Linked DNA regions of Rattus norvegicus: region 2 is linked to region 1. Evidence: chromatin contacts called from public Hi-C data. All regions are on one chromosome and are shown on one strand. The core of a region is the stretch at or near the end of the contact, and the rest is flanking DNA. Distances in the headings are between cores, read along the strand shown.

What was found. Hi-C and Micro-C count contacts between places; a contact is called where the count stands out from the background.
Region 2: a contact with region 1 is called in a Hi-C map of liver, with 4 times the contacts expected there. The contact joins the promoter of Rfx3 here to the promoter of Pum3 in region 1. A contact is called at or near these places in 3 of 12 Hi-C or Micro-C datasets (liver, mammary epithelial cells and psoas muscle).

Annotation. Positions count from the first base shown.
Region 1 is chr1:234,523,129-234,529,287 of GRCr8, forward strand. It overlaps Pum3 (pumilio RNA-binding family member 3), which reads right to left and starts at 4,484. Exons shown (of 18, transcript NM_001025036.1): 1 at 4,451-4,484; 2 at 1,629-1,720; 3 at 431-649. The coding sequence starts at 1,710. It overlaps LOC102555808 (a long non-coding RNA gene), which reads left to right and starts at 4,858. Exons shown (of 5, transcript XR_010063222.1): 1 at 4,858-4,991.
Region 2 is chr1:235,120,785-235,126,821 of GRCr8, forward strand. It overlaps Rfx3 (regulatory factor X3), which reads right to left and starts at 1,638. Exons shown (of 18, transcript NM_001395594.1): 1 at 1,590-1,638.

The DNA.
Region 1 (6,159 bases), core at 3,234-5,733:
AAACCTAATAGTAATACCAGTTACTGCTAGATTCACTTATGAGTGTTTTGTTTACATACATATCTGGGCACAGCACGTGTGCTTGATGCCTGAGGAGTAAGAAGAGGACACTGATCCCCTTGAACTGGAATTCTGGATGGGTGTGTGTCTGTTTGACCACATGGGTGCTGGGAATCAAACTTGGGTCCTCAGCAAGAACAAGTGCTCTTACCTACAGAACCAACTCTCCAGCCCCAGTGAGAGGAATATGGATTGGAAACATGCTGTTGTTTACTTAAACTCTTGTGTGCTTCTTTCCTTTTACTTCAAAATGCTGCCTGTCTCGGAGCAAGGACAAGTGGTGTCTGACAGTGTGGAGGACCTGGGGACCTTGGCTCAGTCACCACTCGGCATGGGGAGGCTTTTGCAATGCCTCTGTGAACCAGCTTACCATCACTTTTCCCATCTGGCTGGAATTTCCGCTTCTTGTTGAATTTATTTGCCTTCTGGAATTTGTCCTTCGGTCCTTTGCCCCCTTGTGGCTTGTTCTTGAACTGCTTCACACGCTTCTTGCCAGGTTTTGTGGCACCTTTCTCAAAGTTCTTAGATGTGACTTTAGGCCCGCCTTCCTTAGCAGCTTTCCTTGGGAATGCCTTTGCAGAACTAGACTCTAGCAGTACAAGGAATACGTGTTAGTTCACGGACTCTGAGCCTAAATCGTCGGCATCTACTCAACTGCATGCCGCACAGAATGACATGCTCTGTACTGCAACAGACTGCCTTGCTCTCAATTACGCATTAACCCTTTTGGAAAGATTCGTATTTAAATAATCAAATCAAAATAAAAACTTTCTGATTATAAAACTGTATAAAACTGTGATGTAAGCCCCAGAAAGTAGAGGAGCTCATAATAAACTATAATTTACCTCCTAGCAACAACAGATATTGTTAGCTATTTCTGCATATGCTAGAGGTTACTGGCTCTATCATCAGTATTTACACGAAAATCTCAATCCGTGGTTCTACAAAATAAGAGTCTAAGAACAAAATGAGTATCACTGAAGAAAGTATATCATAAAAGTAAGCTAGACTGTATTTCTGAAATGGTCTAATTTGGGAAAAATCTTAAAGTCTATAATAAGATTATCTGGTTAAAATTTTTGATCCAAAGTTTACATATACCCAACAAACAGGATGCCAACAACAATAGCTAACTTAAGACCATTGTGAGGGAATCATAAGACTGCTTAGGGAGCAGTTATCGCTATAGGCCTGGATGTTTCTACTCTGCAATACTGACACCTGATGGAACTCCAGAGGCATCACCATTCAGACGTCAGAAGGTAAAGGCTGGTATTAGCCAGCTCTAACACATCAATATTAAAATGAACTGCACAGCGAATGAATGAGGCCACTCAACCACTGACACAAAAGATCTTTTAGAAATAAAAAATGCCTCAATTATTCTGGTAATCTCATAGAAGTTCCACGACGAACAGGTTGACTTGTGGACAGTAGCAGTGGCCTCTTTTTACCACGTTGACTGTAACCCCAGCCCATGAACAGAGCAGCACCTACTATAATTCCCCTCCCGTCCCCCATCTAAGTAATCACCAGAAGGGAAGCACACTGGGGCAAGGCCCTCTTACCACTGTTTTTATGAAATTTATTCTTTCCTTGTGATGTCTGTGGACTCTTTCCTGTAATTTTTTTCTTCCCTTTGACTTCCATCACAGTACTTCTGAAAAACAAAAGCCAAAAGCCACAGAGAAATCACTGAATTGCTCATCCAATAAGAGTCAATAAGTAGTTGGTGCAGTGTTTAGTCCTTAGTTCAGATGCAGGAGAAAGCATCCAAGCTGCGCCCAGATGCTCTCAAGTCTACCAAGTATACAGTTACCTCTAAGACTTAAAACTGAGGGCAAAAAAGACCCAGCAAGAGCCCATGACATGCACACCCCGGCTAGTGTTCGACACACCTGGAGGCAACACTTAAGCAACAGCACTGGCTAAACATAGACCACCGTGTCTGCAGCTTTTAACCTGGGAAGCCTTGGAGTTGAGTAATAGAAACCTTGCCACTGGACTTCTCGGCATCTCAGTACAAAGCAACAACCGGCAATAAGCTGTACTTCGCACATATTGCAATTTAATTTAACACACAAGAAAGCTAAAACAAAGGTTATTGGCCAACTGCTTTAGAGGTAGCCAAATGACTTGCTGACCTCTAAGTCACACTGAGCTATGTAATATTTTATTCCAAGGGATCTCATGCCATTTGTTGGGTACAGTGACCTTCATTGAGCACAGGTAACAGACACCTTCCACCAACTTACAAACTCTGCAAGAAGCAGAACACATGTGGACAAAAGGCAAGCATCGCCAGGCTCCTGTCTACAGTTCCCAGAGTTACATGCTCTCCCATCTCTAAATGACCTCAAGAGTCACCTGCAAGAATTCTTGGACAATGTTTACAGATTAGAAACTTCCACTCAAGAATTAATTTCTTGTTGGATGTGATGACACACAGTTGTGTCAACCTAGCACCTAGACTGAGGCAGGATACTCTAGGCAACATAAACTAGAGTCCAGTCTGGGCTCCATCATGAGATACTGTTGCAAAACTCAAAACAAAACAGGATTGATTCCTCAGGACCCTGAAACGTCTTAGGAACGAACATACATACATACATACATACATACATACATACATACATACATACATACATAAGAAAAAAGAAAAGCCAACTTTCTTTTCCAAGGTTCCAGGTTAAAATGTATTTGAAAAACAATAAATCAAATAGTAATAGTCAGCAAGTAAAGAAAGGTCTTTCAAATTCTTTAATTTGCTACCATGAACTACCCAATGCAAAGACTGAAACATACAAGACTTCCCAAACCTAGCAGAACCAATTTCTCCAGGAAACACTCTGGAAAATGCTGTGGGTCTGATACCCAGCAGTGTACACACAGGGTACATCTCTCTAATTCCAGCACAGGAACTGCTCCCTGCTGGGCATCTCGATTTTACAGTCATGTTATCACTTGAAAAGAGATGTTTACATTTCTGCATGTAGGTTTCATGTAAATACCACATGCTAAGCAACTGTGCCAATGGCCCTCAAATGTAGGTTTCAAGGGCTACCTTTATTTACTTACATTAGATTTAAAAAGATAAAGAGCCTATAGATCTGTTACTCAGCTTCCCCATTGGCAACTTAATAAGACACTTTCGAAATGACACTAGTGTAACACAAGGTTTATTTGGAAATCAATTTTCTCATTCCTGTCCTCTTTCTATCCAAGATGTAGCCATCATACCTCCTCCGTTTTTACAGGTTATGTTCCCTTTGGGGATTTTTATTATTAGATTGAAGTTATGCTTGGGTCGGGGAGAGGGTGACACATGATAGCAGAGCGGTGCTGTTCTCACAGTGACAAAGGTATGTGGCAGTCATGATGTTAACCCTCATGACCATTTGCCAAGTTACTTCACTATCAAATTAATGGCTAACCCAAGAGCAAGAAAAGCAAATTAGGTGGAGCCTTGGGACAAGGGTGTTTTCAGACCCCAAGACAACGTCCTACACCTACAGCAATGAGTCCTCAACACCTTTTGATTATGCATATAACTGGCATCTTATACGTCATGTCTGAATCATAACGCTCTGCATTTCCACCACACACTGCCATCTTTCTCTCCCTGCCTAATCTTGCTGTAGCCAATGGGGCATCATCTACTCCACTCCGCAGAGAGAAAACTGGAACACTGCTCCTGACTTTTACTTCTTTGCCAGTCACCTTGTACCCATCAGTAAGTTATATCTTGTAATCCCCTTCAAGTTACCTGTTTCTACTACCAACACTCAATGCAAATCAAAAGTCTCCTTGCCGAACTTGCAAATTAAGTACATTTTTCTTTAAGAGAATCGAGGCCTACCGTGAACCTCCAATTTTTTTCTAATAATCCTTCAATGTTTTATATGCATAGGGACACAAAGAAAAATGCTTCCCATTACACAGAAATAAAGAAACTCGACACCACGGCTCCGAAGTTCTACCCTCCTCTTTATCTAGTTAGCGCCGTACTCCCAACTCCCAACTCCGGGACAGCTCACCGCCTCTGTTTAAAATACTCTTGCCTCCTATCACGCTTTAGGTCTCGGCTTATGGGTCCCTTCTTCAGCTTTCCCTGCACTGCTCCTATGCACAAGGTCTGTCAAGGGACGGGCGGGGTGACTGTGACCCACAGAACTAGTTCCTCTAGCTCTACAATAATCAATAGAGAGGGTTTAACCCCTGCCCTCGCCAGGGTTCCTCCAACTCGGAGCCATCGAAGCGGCCAGGCAGACCATCCCGGGGGTGGGTCTGTAGATGCCGCTCGCCCACTACCCCGCAGAGCCCCCTGCTCCACAGCGATCGGCGGAAACTAGCCCCGCACATCCCGCATCAAACTCTCCACAACACTCACCGCACACGTGGGGAAGAAGCTCACGGAGTTCCGCTACCCACCGCCGCTTCCGCTTCCGCGTTCCGCCCCGCCCCGGATCCTCGGTTGTATTGTCCCGTCCTGGTGCTGGGGTCAAGGGGTGGAGCTTAGGAAACACGAAATCCGTAGTTTCTATTGGTCCATTTTCGCCCCTATACGCGAGAGGACTACGTGAGTTTTGGCCCTTGAGGGGATCCGTCAGGTGGAAGGCGAGTCAGTGGCTCGGGAAAGTGACGCTTGAGCCTGCAGATTTCTGGGAACGACGCCGGTTCTCGCGAGGGCTGCCGGGTTTCCGAAGGACTTAAGTCTGCAATCCGGGCTAGCGTTTGGACTGTTCGCTTGTCTGTGTGCTCGTTCGCGTCTTTTTTCGTTAGTTTAGTCTGGAGGATAAAAGCTGTCCCCGAGTGTGTTCTATTGTAATCTTGCTTACCTACTCCTATGTCTCCCTCATTTCCCACCCTAGCTGTGACTCTCTGGATAAATTAGATCCCTCGGGAACCATTCGTGTAAAGAACCAAGCACAGTAAGTTAATGTGAAAAGCTCTCTCCGTAAATGGCGTGTTTTAACGTCGGCTCGTGTTTGGGCATACATTTCCCCATTTTTCCACTTCAGGATATATATTTAAGGTATTACTCCATTTTACCGAGGAAGCAATAGACGTAGTTAACTTGATATTTGAGACTGTAGACGTGGCTAAGCTGTTTTCTGTTCTTGGAGACGACCTGGGTTCAATTCCCAGCACCTACATGGCAACTTACTGTAAACTCAGTTTCAGGGGACCCCACGTCATGCCAAACAACAGAACCTTATTACCTAACAGTTCTGAAATGTAGATGTTGGTTGAGCGGGACCCCACGTCATGCCAAACAACAGAACCTTATTACCTAACAGTTCTGAAATGTAGATGTTGGTTGAGCGGGACCCCATTTGAAGCCCCAAGGAGTGGGTGAACTTCCCGTGTATCTTCAGCAGTCCCTTGGCTTATGGTTCTGGCTCCTGCCCCTGCCTTTCTTTCTCCTGGATCTTTATTGTAAGAACACTTGACAATTTGTTAGATCGTTCGCAAATAAGCTTACAGACTATAATTCCAGGTGGACCCTGCCTCTTGTGTCTCTGGTAACACACCTGTAAGTGTTGAAGCTCGGTAGGGAAAGGTTTCCCCTACAGAAGTTCTGCTCCAGCTGCTGGGAAAGTTTCCCCGATGCTAGTGTTGCTGCTTTGCTCTGACTCGGAGAAAATTTCCCCTGTGACAGTTCTGCTCCAAAAGATATCCTGGCTGTCAGGAGCCAAGGAATACCACAGAGTCATACTGCACAACAAACCTCAGGCAAGGGATTAATTTGAAGGGAAAAGCTAGGGAGGGTAGCTGCCTCTGCCTGGATGAAAAGCAACAGAGAACTGGGCAGAATTGGAGGATGGGGGACTATATCGGGTTTTTGAGGAGGGGGGACTTTCCAGGGTGGTCTGGATTTTTTTTTTCTTATACGGTGGGGCCTGGCCACTTTCCCACCTCAGGGTTACGAATGGCTATTGCAGCCATTAGAAAATGACCATTAGGAAAGTCAAGGGACCATGGGGCAGGATCTGGGCGCTTTTCTGCCTTGAAGAAATGGAAAGGCAGTTAACAGCTGTTTTAGCTTTTTCACTCTTGCTGCTGGAGCTCCTGAGGCCAGGGACTGGCCATTTTGTG
Region 2 (6,037 bases), core at 388-2,887, 590 kb after region 1:
AGTACATTTATTTGTTTTAGCTCACGATCATTATCAATTTTTTTCTGATAACCTATTAATTATTATGCTGAAAATGAGCAAAATTAAAGGATCTGTAATTCCAGGTTAGCGCTAATCAAGAAGATACTACTTCAGAGCTGGTATTAAAATCTACAAGGCCAACTATTTTCTCTAAAGAAACACTTTAAAAGGAAGTTTTTTTTTCTTTTTCTTCTGAAAAGATTTAAATCATTGTCCAAAGAAAACCAAAAAGTCAACAAAAAGAATATGTTAAGTACACACATGCCTAGATCTTAACAGCCACAAAGAAAGTGAAATATACACACGTTTCAAGTTGAGAAGCTTCATACATTCTTTATGAACAACTTGACTTCAATTTCAACTCTCCAAGGGAAAGGAAGAGATGAAGATGGGAGGAAAAAAAAAAAAAACTCTCAAAGTACCATAACTGTCACAAATAGCGTTGTGAACTGAGTTCTCACAAAGCTTCCTTATGTCCTTTTCCTGTTCATCACAGACAAAGTCTAAACCACAATGAAAATTGTTAACACTCTCCTGTGGGGAGGGAGGTGCATCAAAGTGAAACAGAACCTCAGGACTACCCCTCCCATCTCCACAAGAAGGATAAAGCGCTGTCAGTAGCCACTAACCGAAGTAGCACAGATGCCCTGCATCCGGTTTAAATCACAAGCGCGCACACACACACACACACACACACACACACACACACACACACACACGCCGAAAAGGGGAGGGGGGAGAGGGAGAGGAGACAGAGGAGAGACAAGAGAGGGAAGGAGAGAAGAGAGACAGAGAAACAGACTTAAAAAAAAAAATCTCTCAGAGCAGCAGAGGCCCCCTGGTTTCAGTGTGTGTACAAAGGGGGGCAGGGGGGAGAAGACTGCTGAATGGATATTAAGACTGTTTGCAGCACAAAGAAAAATACAGTTTTAAAAGAAAAAAAGAATCTCGTGAGGCCAGTGATGATCAAATAAGTGCAGTCCGTTTAGCAGCAGGCACAGAGGGGCCGAAACGAAGGGAGCGGGCTTCGGGAAAAGTTCGCCGAGGTACCAGGATAAAAATAACAAAACCCCAACAAGGCCCGGCAAGTGAACAACAACCAGCACAGCGCAGCACCTTTTGGGGATCCCCCCGCTCATTGCTGTCTATTTCGATTTGGAAAGCAGCAGCCACCAGGCAGCTTTGCAAAGCGACGAATTAAAGAAAGAAGAGAGGGAGAAAGCGAGCCCCTTCTCTCCACCTGCCCCTCCTCCTGAGCGCCCGCGGACCTGGGGGGACGCTCCAACACCCGCGACGGACAGCGGCGGCTTTCTAGCCGGCTCGCCCCGCAGCCCCGGCTCCCGCTCCATCCCCGAGCGCCGAGGCCGGGCGGGCAGGCGCGCGGCGCCCACACCCCCAAGCCCGCCGCGCGCGGGTCCATTGTAAACAAGCCCCGGGGACCGAGCCCCTCAAGCGGCCGCAGCCGGTGTCAGGAGGGAGACCCCGCACAGCCACGCTCGCTCGCACACACGAACACACGCACAGACACACACGCTCCCACACACATGTAGAGACCGAAGAATATTCACCTTGGCTGTGGATTATTGTGGTGTTGTTGGTGGGTGATGGAGATGGTGGTGGTGGGGAGGAGGAGGAGGAGGAGGAGGAGGAAGAGGAGGAGGAGAGGAGTAGTTGTTGTTGATGGGTAACAGTCGCCAGGACTACGGTGACTATGGCGCTTGATTCACAAGGCAACGGTTGCTATAACTCACAAAAGAGAGAGAGAGGGAGAGAGAGAGGGAGCGAGGGAGAGGGAGACACTCGCGCGGGGAGGGGCGGGGGAGGGAGGAGGGGAGAGGGCGGGCCCGAGAGCGCCGGAAGAAGCGGGTTCGGCGCCGTGACTGACAGCTCGGAGCCCGGGCGGGGGCTGCGGTCGGGATTCCGACGTCGGTTCCCCGAGGTGCGCTTAGACTTGGCGGGCCCGGGGTCAGTGCGAGTCTGCCTTGAGGAACCGTACTGCGGACGCCGGGGAAGCTGAGGGCTTAGAGGCCAGGGCTACTTTCCGTGAAATGAGCCCCGCCTGCCTCTGCCGCCAGCTCTGTGCCCAGAAGCCCCGCAGCCGCGAGAGGAAAACCGCGAAGCCAGGGGAGGGGGAGTGATGACGGACCCAACACTGTGTGAGACGCGCGCTACTGCGGAGGCAGACCCCACTTTGAAGAGCGGGCTCCACCCCCTGAATATACGTCATTTCCTGGGCGGATCCGGCTAATGTCCCGGATGTGATGAGCTCCTCCCCTCCCTCTCCTCTCTTCCCCCCGCCCCTCTCGGGACTTTTTTCCTCCCTCTCGGCGATCGCTAGTGGTGTTCCCCGGTCGTTTATCCCTCGCGGGTGATCCCTTTCCCAGACTCTCTGCGGCCGGCGCGGGCCTCCAGGGCCTCGGCCGTGCTCTCCCCTCCACGGTCCGCTTTCTCGCGCCTCCTGAGGCCGCGGGTCCGCGAGCGCGGGCGGCGGGGTGTGAGCGGTGCCTCCGCCGCCATCTTAGGGAGCGAGAGCCCGGGCGCGCGAACCGTGACCCATCTCGCTCGGCGTGGCAGCTACCTCCCTGCGGTACCGAGAGGCAAAGTTATCACCCTGGAGGACCGGGAGGAAGTGCCAATGGAAAGGGAATTTGTGCTTTCCGAGGATGAGGGCCCATATAGGGGTGGGTTAGACCTTCCAGAGTAGCCCTTGGTGTAGGTCCTTAAGGTGCTCTATCCCTTTAGAGTTGACCGGATGGATTCCAGCTAGACCCATTGCCCTATTAACTGGGATCGGTTTCTTAACAGCCTGGGGTAGCTAGTTCTTGAGCTGTTTTTGACACCGGAATGGCTTCCGTCCATGAAGAACATTATTAGCACACAACCTGGCACCTCAAACTCGGGTTGATAAGGCACAGCTTCTAATACCTTATGGTTCAAGCATATTCGTCCAATTCTCCTCATACTGGAGTCCAGCAGGCACGTGCCCCCGGGCCCGCCAATACCCAAAATCTCCAACATTTGCAGCTAAGCAGCTTATCCAAGACAATAACATACTGGAAGTAGAGCCTTAAGAAGTCAGTTCTCCTCTTGAGGCTTAATTTTTGCACCTGCAAATAAGGGATTTGGGCCAGCATGAGTTCACTGTTAAAATAAGACTGAGCTCTCTTTCTGTGCCCCAGACCTTGTGCTAAGTGTTTTACATACATTATCTCATTTAATCCTGACACCTGTTCTATTGGATACATAATATTCTCATTTTAAGGAAAACAAGCCGTCATTTTATCTTGCCTCTCTGTGCCACAAAAATGCTAGGTAAAAGGCATTTTAGGAATCAACTATTAGAACAATAGATTTAACAATTGTAAGCTTTGATAGTTTCGTAGCCACAATGAGTTCTATTCTTGATTGTAAATTATAATAACAGTAGTCAAGTGTAAAAGAAACAAGTCCGGGCCTAAAGTTAAAACAGGTCGCTGTAGTAGACAAAAATGACACCGTAGTAACCAACAGCAGTTAAAACTCTTCAAATTTGGAATATTCCTTTTGCAACATTTACTGATCAAGCCCTAGAAAAACATTTGGGACTGCTGGCTGATACCTCAAGGCTCTGAAGAGCTTTTCGGTTGCAGCCCTATTGTCTGCTTAGGATCCCTGTCCCCTCACCCCCCACCCCACCCCCCCTGTCAGCTGTTGCTCCTTGCCACTGTCAGTGACCATAGTTCTATTATCCTCCCCACCCTTTTAATTTACTGCTTTTAATCTGCACGAAAGGAAACCACATAATGAAGCTTGTGCAAAACTGTCTCAAGGGTATAAATAGATACTTTGAGGCAGTGTCCTTTAGGAAAAGTGTGACCTTTGCGCTTAGAACGTTGTAAAGTCAGTTTCAAGCAATCTAGAGACTTCTTTATTCCCAGCCTCTGGTACCGTCTTTTTATACTCTCTTTGCATGAATTCTTACAAAGTCAGGATATTTTCCCTTTTATGACAATTGAAGGTATATCTTCTAGGAAGATTAATATATACATTTCAGTGTTTGCATTATACTAATTCAAAAAAACAAGCTACAATGCAAGCAATAGAATTAAAAATGTGATAGATTATATATATGCATACATACATCAAATCTGTTTGCTACTCAGTGGTTCTGACAGGAACTCTTTTCAACTCATTTTTAAAGCTGTGTGGTTGTGTCTTCATATGCATCATACATGTATTACAGAAATAACTTTTTAGGGAGTCTTAGGAAACACACAGCAGGGTCTTAACATCTATTGCTTTTTACAATGAAAAATATAATCTGCATTCTAGAAAGGTATTTTACATTCCTTGACAATGCAGAAAACTATCAATGCAACGGCTTTCTGCTGTATTCCAAAAGTGATGTCGACATAGATATTTGTACAATGCTCTGTCATTCTGTGAATTTTAATTGTTTTCTTTGAACACTGTTTCCACTGTAATGTAGTGATTGGGAGAGACATGGGTGAACACATTTGTGTCTAAACCACTTGAAAAAAAGAAGCCCTGATTACCTACATATAAATTAAGGGTAAAAAGGGTACATTTCCAACATCATCTGTTAGGATATTTCCTCGTATGGGCACCTACCACATATTTAAGAACTAATAAAGAATTCTAATATCAGTGTTAAAAGAAAGAAAAATGTATATGCAGAGATAAAATACTGACATTCCCGTGATGTTGCTTCAAAAAAATGTAGATGAGTTTTGAAAATGCATGCTATAGCAGCTTACCATTAAACGAGTAGTGGATCTTAACAAAGCAGGAATTGCACCTGTTTTTAAATCTTCCATTAGATTACCTGTTTTCTTCAGTTGAAACACAAAATCCAATCTTGTTCTTATATGTGAAATGAAGTTTTCCTTTCTGCTACTTTTTCCTAAGTGCTTATGGTGTCCACAGTGCTACTGAGTCTAGATTGCTAAGTGACGTCTCTGGACCTGGGACTCTGTGGATATGTAATAAATACTAACAGTGACAAGAGAGGTCAAAGGTATTTAGACACCTTCTAACTCTCCTCTGGAGTGCCCCGCTGAAAGCATGCTTTGATTCTGAGAAAAAGTGTTTTCCTAAATTTGTCTTTCTAACTGTGTTTTCATTAAGTACGACAAATTGAATGATTATTCAGCCATCCTGACATCTGTCTATTATATAAGTATTTCTTGAAATTAGACTCTCGCCCCAGGGCATAAAGATGATAGTAGAATCATCAATTGACCACCATTGCCCAAGACCAAAGTAAAAGTATGTATGCATACAGCGTTTCAATGAATTCAGAACATCAATTACAGTGTTTGCACCATTAAACCCAAATACCTGGAAACAATCCAAATGTCAGATGTCTATCAGCTAAAGGATGCATAAGCAAATTGTGATAGTCACATGGTGTAACCGAAGAGTCAAAAAGACTGTCGATGTACCAACAACATGAATACGTCCCAGCGTCAGTGTGTTCAACACAAGAGGCCAAGTACAATGTGGGAATCCACTTCTGTGAAGTCCACACACAGGGAGCCTTGTTTTCCAAAGATGGCTGTGACAACAGAGTAGGATTTACTGGCAGAGCAGGGGAGAATGTCTCAGCTGATAGAAATGACCCACACGCGTGCTATTAAAACTTAATTGGAAGCTAATTTCATGTAAAATGCATACAGCTACTTTTTTTTTCTTTATTTTGGAGCTGGGGACCGAACCCAGGGCCTTGCGGTTGCTAGGCAAGTGCTCTACCACTGAGCTAAATCCCCAACCCCATACAGCTACGTTTTAAGTTCTCAGTAACCACATGTGGCAGTGGCAGCTGAACTGAACAGTATACACACACACACACACACACACACACACGTACACACACACATGTACACACACATGTACACACACACACAGCATTTGTAGTATTTCGAAATTTCTAAAAAATGCTGTCCTTTTTCTCTTTTCAACTAACGTCTACTAGATGCTTCTATGTGTCAAAATTGTGATTAGTGACTATTAAATG